Linked DNA regions of Ovis aries: region 2 is linked to region 1. A link is a contact called in public Hi-C data. All regions are on one chromosome and are shown on one strand. Each heading gives the region's core, a stretch centred on a gene start, on an enhancer-like site or on the middle of the called end of the contact. The rest is flanking DNA. Distances are from core to core; before and after follow the strand shown.

What was found. Hi-C and Micro-C count contacts between places; a contact is called where the count stands out from the background.
Region 2: a contact with region 1 is called in a Hi-C map of muscle, with 2.7 times the contacts expected there. The contact joins the promoter of LSM10 here to the promoter of TRAPPC3 in region 1. A contact is called at or near these places in 2 of 16 Hi-C or Micro-C datasets (hypothalamus and muscle).

What each region holds. Positions count from the first base shown.
Region 1 is chr1:11,052,737-11,056,502 of ARS-UI_Ramb_v3.0, reverse strand. It overlaps TRAPPC3 (trafficking protein particle complex subunit 3), which reads left to right and starts at 2,120. Exons shown (of 6, transcript XM_042245486.2): 1 at 2,120-2,262.
Region 2 is chr1:11,245,008-11,248,773 of ARS-UI_Ramb_v3.0, reverse strand. LSM10 (LSM10, U7 small nuclear RNA associated) reads left to right here and starts at 2,198. Exons shown (of 2, transcript XM_004001804.6): 1 at 2,198-2,412. It overlaps LOC132657390 (a long non-coding RNA gene), which reads right to left and starts at 2,261. Exons shown (of 2, transcript XR_009595478.1): 1 at 577-2,261.

The DNA of each region.
Region 1 (3,766 bases), core at 871-3,370:
GCAAGAAGGGGTCTCTAACCCAGACCACTCTGCTAGGGAACTGTAACCTCCAGGGCTCACTCCCTGGGACTGGAGGTGGGGAATGTCCTCAAAGGCCAATGTTGACACCAGCTGCAATACGGCTTCCCTCCCTCCAGATCTTGCAGAGGGGAAGTAACAGAGAGGGATTGGTGGGAGAAGGAACTCAGATTCGGGATTAAATAGGTTCAACCTTTTGGGTTCTTGGAGCGGGGGCTCTAGTGCTCCTGTTAGGGAAGGGGGGCTATCCCTGCTGCATTAGTTTCCTGGAGCCCTGAGCACCCAAGGAGCCAGGGTGAAGCTGGGGAGGAGGGTGCCTGTTGTTCTTAAATGTCCTGGCCCCCAAGAGGTGATGGAGAGGGACTGGTAGTTGGGACTGAGAGCCCTTGAAGAAGTTACTAAGGAGCCAGGAGATCTTTTAGACTAGCCTGGAAAGGACCCCGCCCCCACCCTTGATTCAGGACTGCTGACTCTCCCTTGGAGGAGGAGTCCCAAAGAAAAAGAAGCCAAAAGGAGGAATCACAGGCAGAGAGGGGAAGAATCTCAAGAGGCTGTAAGATGGGCAGGGAGAGGCTCCGCCTGGCCTGACAGCAGGCTGGGTGGGGTCGAGCGGCTGGCTGTGACTGTGACTCAGGTTTCTGTGGGCAGCCAAGGGCAGCCGGCAGGGAGGAGCCCAGACCAACAGACAGGCCAGCCAACTGCAGCTTTCACCTCAGCTGTCCTCTCTCCTGGGAATGCAGGAGGTTCTTCTCTAACTTTGCTGGCCTCTGAGGGCTAGCCCACCCCTGCTCTCTCATCCCCACCCCCAACTGACCCTCATGTTCCTTCCCAGAGCCCTCAGCCCAGGCACTGACACAGGACAGAGTCAAAGGTCACTGCCTCTAGAGAGTCCCCAGCATGTCTGTGCCACAGGAGAAGAGTAAAATAATAATTGGTTCTGCACCGAGAGGGACAGACTGGGGGAATCTTGGGTACTGGTTTTCAGGCTGAGCAGCTTGGGCCCCCCAGCCTTCCCCAGCCAGGATGGCTCAAGTCTGGTCGGGCTGGTTGTCATGGTGAAGACTAGGGGCTAGAATGCAGCTGCCAGAGTCAGGCTACCAGGCCTAAATCAGAAGACGGGGCTCAGGGACTCAGCACAGTCCTCTCAGAACTGACTAGCCAGGCAGGGATGGTTGGAGCTGAAACCAAAGAACTATGGTCAGGGACGGTAGGACTTCCCTTTGGTGATGGGTGAGGGTGTGGCCCGCTCATTCCCCTCGTATTTCTGGGGCCTGTTTGCAGGGCTGTGCTTTCAGAGTGGCTGAAAGAAAGGGAATGCACGTTTACTTTGTGCCAAGTGCTCTGCATACATGTCTCACCGACCTTCACAACAACCAAGAGAGCCAGCAATTTGCCTAAAATGGCAAAGCTAGGATTAAAATCCAGAACCGGCTGCTACCAACGTGATCTTTCTTTTCTGGGAACCAGTCTTGTTCTAGGGAAGAGAGAGGGAGAAATTGACCTGAACTTTATCAGACTGGATATTTCATCAGGAAGCCACGGTGGTAGGATGCAGGTGCTCGCTGCCTTTGGGGTTTGGGGACAGATGACGGTTCGAAGAGAAAGTCACTGGTGAAATACTTGTCACATAGTAGGTGGTCATCAAATATTTTTGTAAAGCAGCAGCCAGATCTGTGTAGGAGCCATGGCCAATTTTCTGGGACATCCTGGGAGCTTCTGCCTCTGAATTGCAGCAACAGCGGAAGAAGCTAGTTTGAAAGAGGGACTTTCCAAGACCATCCCTGGCGGGAGGAATTTGCGGAGCATCAGAGTGACGATTAGGCAGGGTGGGAAAGAACTGTGTGGATGATACAGGATTACTGCAAGCTGCGGACGCCACCCAGCGGCCATAAACCAGGCGATAGGGAGCCATGTTACAAGAGTCCTCTGTGCGCGGAGCATTCTGGGAGTTGTAGTCGGGCTGCACTAAGGGGCGGTGTTGCCAGTGGGGCTGTTGGGTGCTGTGGTCCGGCGTTTATTGGGCGGGAAGAACCCTCGTCTGCCGGACTACGAATCCCGTGGTGCCCCGCGGCCAGCTGCGCAGGCGCGGTGAGTCGGTGCCGGTCAATCCTTAACGCTGAGGGGGCAGCGAGCTGGGTCGAGCAGTGTTGGGAGGGGTTGCCGAGTGGGTCTGTGGCGAGGCAGGGTAAGGCGGCTGGCACCATGTCGAGGCAGGCGAACCGTGGCACCGAGAGCAAGAAAATGGTAACCGGAGCGTGTGACCTCGGCGGGTGGGGCGGAATGGAGGTGTTCTGGGGAAGGGGCCCAGCGCGGGGTGCAAGTCTCAACTGGAAAGGCGCCTTCTACCAGCCCTGGGAGGGAGTGGTTCCGCTGGAGGGAAGAAAGGGGCTCATTGGTGGGTCGAGAGCGGAGACTAGCTCTGGGAGCGTGCCGGGTGCGGGGCAGGTTGGAGGGCCGCTGGAGGAGCTCGAAGACCTCTTCCCCCGCCACCTGAGTGCGATTGGGTACGAGACCAACAACGACGGCGACGATAATAGTAGCTCCCACTGTTGCTCTCTTGCTGCATTAGGCGCTGGGCCAAGCACTTTACGTCTATTATCTCATTTAACCAGCAAAATAACTCGTCAGGTGGATGATAAAATCGCCGTTTCAAAACTCAGAGGTTGCATAACTTGCCCCTATTTACAGCTAAGACGAGTTAGGATTTGAACCCGTGTCTCTCTGACTTCAAAGCTAATGCTTCAGACTACTGGACTATAATGTCTCCCACATTGTGCCGTGGGCATTGTGAGATGCTCAGGTACTGATTTAACCAGAAAGCAAGAGAGTAAGGGGGTGGGCCAGAGTAGACCGTAAGTGGTCCCCCTCTGGTGAAGGTGGACAGGCTCCTTTCTTGTCCTGGAAATAGTAGGACACCATCTATCCTAGAAAGTTTGGCTGCCGATGGGGGCTGGCCTGGAAAGTAAAGTGGATGATGTTTTTCTCCAAACTAAGGGGATTTCTTGACAGGTGTTTCTTTTCTTTGGCATCTTCTTACTTCCTCTAGAATTGCCCATTTGTCTTTATTTTCTGATTTACAAACTGAGTTATTGAAGGTCGCATGCAGGGCAGATCTGCGGCCTTTTGTTGACACTCAGCTCTACAAAAGATGACAACTTCCATTACACCTTTGTATCTTATACCAGGAACAGCCACCAAATATGGGCAGCAGGAGGCCCTGTTACTCCAGAGTAGTACTGTACTTTTCCTCTGTCGGATCTCTTTGAAAAGTAGATAATAGCTGTGGACCTCCCCAGGAATAGTAAATAGACAAACATAAACAGACATTTACTTACATTTAGGGGGAACTTGTGGGCCCCCGAAAATACTCTGTGAATCATAGGTTAAGAATTCCTGTTTTGGAGGAAATAAGAAGAAAAAGGAAGAAGAGTGTTTTGCTAGGCAGCAGTGTCATGCAGGTTAGCGGTCCCCAACCTTTTTGGAGTTAGGAACCAGTTTCATGGAGGCCAGTTTTCCATGGGGCGTGGGGTGCAGGTGATTTGGGGATGGTTCAAGCGCGTTACATAATTGTGCACTTTATTTCTGTTACTACATCAGCTCCACCTCAGATCATCAGGCCTTAGATCCCAGAGGTTGGTGACCCCTGATGTATTGTAAAAAGCATGGATATTTGTTGGAATCCTGATTGGTCCTCAGTTTACTTATCTATACAATGGGGAAATAATGCCTTTCTAGGATTAAGTGAGAT
Region 2 (3,766 bases), core at 949-3,448, 190 kb before region 1:
ACCCCCTCCCAACCCTACCACTCTTATTCCTGTCAATGGGCCATCAGCGTTAAAATTTAAATCATTGATTTCCCCTCCTGCAAACTATACTCCAGATTTAATCAGTCCCCAAGGATTCTCATTCACTCTCTTCATGGTCTTTAACACTCATCCCTTCTTTCCATCCCACTGCCACCAGTTCATTCAGCTCCCATCATCACAGCACATTCATAAAACCATTGTTCCTCCTGAAACTGCTGTTTGTAGGGTGAAACATCTCAGCCTCCTAGGGCCTTCTCCCTGTCTCAACACCCAAGAGATGAGTAGGAGAGGTGAGATTTACATAAATAGCTATGGCGAATCTGCATGCACCAAGCAAACACATATCAAGCAGTATGCTATCAGCCTCACTCCCAGTTGGCATTATCAGACTTCAGAAAGGTACAGCCAGCCTTTGAAGGAGGGATTGGACTTAACATCCATAGCCAAGCAAGAGAGAAACCCAGGCAGATGAGCACGATAGCAAAGGCAGAGACAAGAATGCAGGGCTTGCCTGGGAGTCGCTGAGTCCGACTTTAGGAGGGCATCGGGTCTCACCGTTGGTGTGCACTGTTAGATGTGCAGATTCCCAGGCTCTACTCCTGATTCTGTAGGTGTGGGGTTGGGTTTAACAAGCATTCCAGATAACATTAAGGCAACTGGTTCCCTGGAACTTCCCTGGTGGTCCAGTGGCTAAGACTCCGTGCTCCCAATACAGGGGCCCTGGGTTCCATCCCTGGTCAGGAACTAGATCCCATATGCCACAACTAAGACCTGGCACAGTCAAACAAATAATATTTTTTTAATGAAAGGAGATAAGAGGTTCCCTTATGTACATGGAGATCATTAGTAACTTTTCAAGAGAAGTTAATGTGAGTAAAACTAAAAACACTCTTGAGAAGAAGCCAGATTACAGTGAGTTGAGTGAGTAGGTGAAAGCCCTCAGGATAGAGCAGCTGTTCTCAAATTTTCAGTCTCAAAACCCTTTTGTACTCTTTAAAAATTACTGAAAGCTAAAGTATTTGTTTATGTGGGATATATATATATAGTAATCACATATATATGAAATTGAGATAAGATTTTAATATTAATTCCCTTTTAAATAACAATAACAGACCCATTATCATATTTTTATTTTAAAATAACTATATATTTTTTTAATTTGGTGAGAAGAGTGACACTGCTTTATATTTTTGCAAATCTGTTCAATGTCTGTCCTACTAGAAGACAGATTCTCATGTCTGCTTCTGCGTTCAGCCCACTGTGCTATGTTGGTTTGGCTGAAGTAGGGGAAGAAATGGATAAGGAAATGGCACTGCACTCCAGTATTCTTGCCTGAGAAGCAGTATGGACAGAGGAGCCTGGCGGGCTACAGGTTGCAAGAGTCCGACACGACTTAGCAACTACACCACCACCACCACCACCACAAGAAGAAGAAAATCCAGTCTCACGTAGAAATGGGATTGGAAAAAGAACTCCCAATTGCAGAATCACTGATATAGAGGCCTCTCCTGAGAAGTTCAGCTGTGGAAGGTAGGAAAACAGCGTAGCTGCCAGGGAGGAGAAAGACATTTTCTATTTTTAGAATAAGAAGAGGCCAGCTGTGGTGAAGGATGAAAAAGGGATGGTTTCTGAGAGAGGTTGAAACCTGTAAACGAGAGGGTAAAGGAACGACCTAGGCCTAAGTCATGGGGCTGCTCCAGTGTGCCAGGTGCTGTCACACATTAATGAAGGTCACTCAAACCTTGAAGGGGCGTGGCCCAGATGGTAAAGAGGTGAAAATCAAAGTCGCTCAGTCGTGTCCGACTCTGCTACCCCACGGGCTGTAGCCTGCCACTCTCCTCTGTCCGTGGGATTCTCCAGGCAAGAATACTGGAGTGAGTTGCCAGAAGGGGATCTTCCCAACCCAGGGTTCGAACCCAGGTCTCCTCCATTGCAGGATGGACTCTTTACCGACTGAGCCGCCAGGGAAGCTATTGTTTCATTTGCTGAATGAAAGAATGACTCCAAAGAAGAGAATCCAGCGACGTCGGTCGGGCAGCAGGAGGGCGTCTCGAGCCCGCGAGGCATTCTGGGGATTGTAGTTCCGGGCCCGCCGCGGGGGACGCCAGCTCTGCGCTCTGCCGCGCTCTCGACGCTCCGGAAGGACCGAGCGGCCCCGCGGTTGCCTTGGCGTCCTAATCCGGCAGCGAGAGGGAGGCCGCCCGGCTAGGCGCCCGCTAGTTTCGGCGGCGACGTGCAGCGGGACAGCGGAAGGAACTCGCGCGGCGGGCCTGGGGAGCCAGGGGCGGAGCGCGAGCGAGCCTGGAACCACGGAGGCGGCGGGAGCGGGGCCAGCGTCTTCCTCCCGGTTGCTGAGCTTAGCTCCTCTTCCCAAGCCCACTCCCACGCTCTGTGAGTAAAGGGTCGTCACCATCCCCACTCTAGCGACTGTCTAACAGGTTTGAAGAAGCCAAGTGGCTTTCTCGAGGTCGACACTCTAAGGAAGTAACCGAGCCCCGTCCTCCGGCCCAGACCTGCCTCTTTGCAGTCACTGTGCTCCCCGAAACCCCCGTTTGAGCGGATATGCCTGGTGAAACCTGGGTGGGGTCGGTTAAGAGTCTTCCGGCCCAACTCCTAGCACCTTGTCAGTGGAGTGGGTAGCTAGCTTGTCACACTTCATGCCACCCTGCACAGCCCTATCGGGATCCTGAGTGAAGTCTTAAGAAATTCAAACACCTGGCACTCAAGGTCTGAAAATGGGGGGTGGGTAAGACATTATCCACCCCCCATTAATATAGCATCCGAGCGTGTTGAAAGCAAAGGAAGATACACTCAGCGTGGTGAGAACCTGTTAACTTCACCTGTTGGTTTAACAGACGGGGAAACAGGTTCAGAGACGTTAAGTAACTGGCCTAGGTCTACAGAGTGTGGGTGGAGTGGGGATTCCAACCTCCAAATTTCTCTGCCTTCAATACCTATGTGCCATATACGCTACCATTTCCTTTTTTTACAGTTGTCTAAATTCCTGGTTACATAGCTGCAGCATCGGGTGGACCAGTCATTCTCAGTGGGCCCTAAACCAGCAATATCAGCATCAGCTGAGAATATGTTAGAAATGCACATTCTTGGGCTCCACCTCAAACGGACTGAGTTAGAAAGGCCGGGGTGGTGGTGGTGGGGTGGGGGCGGGTCATTTAACCCCTCCTGCAGGTGATTCTGATGCACACTAATGTCTGAAAACTGGTGAAGCGATTCATCTAGGGGTCATGTTAAAATGCAGCTTCTTTCGGTAGATCTGGGGAAAGCCTGGAGATTCTGCATTCCAAAACAAGTACCTGGGTGATGCTGAAACTGCTGGTCCACAGACCATATTTTGAGCAGCAAGGGTGTAAACTACACTTTAGAGGAGTGGTTCTCAAACTCCTTGTCTATGCATTGTCTCTGCGTTTAGATGCACATTAGAATTACCTGGGGAGCTTTTACAGAATAGGGTACCTGGGCCCCACCCCTGACCAAATGAATCAGAACCTCTGGGTGTGGCGACCAGAAACTCACTGCGTGATTCTCACAATGAGGGTTCAGAACCCTTGGTGTCGGAATTGGAGCTGGGCAGCCATGGATTCGAATCCCAGCACCTTGGGCCAGTTACTTAACATCTCCTGGCCCAATTTTCCTTGTTTATAAAGTGAGTGTAAGTGATCCTTGGTTTGCAAGGTGTTGTGAGGATTCTATAAGGTGTGTCCAAGAAAGCACCTAAGGGCACTCT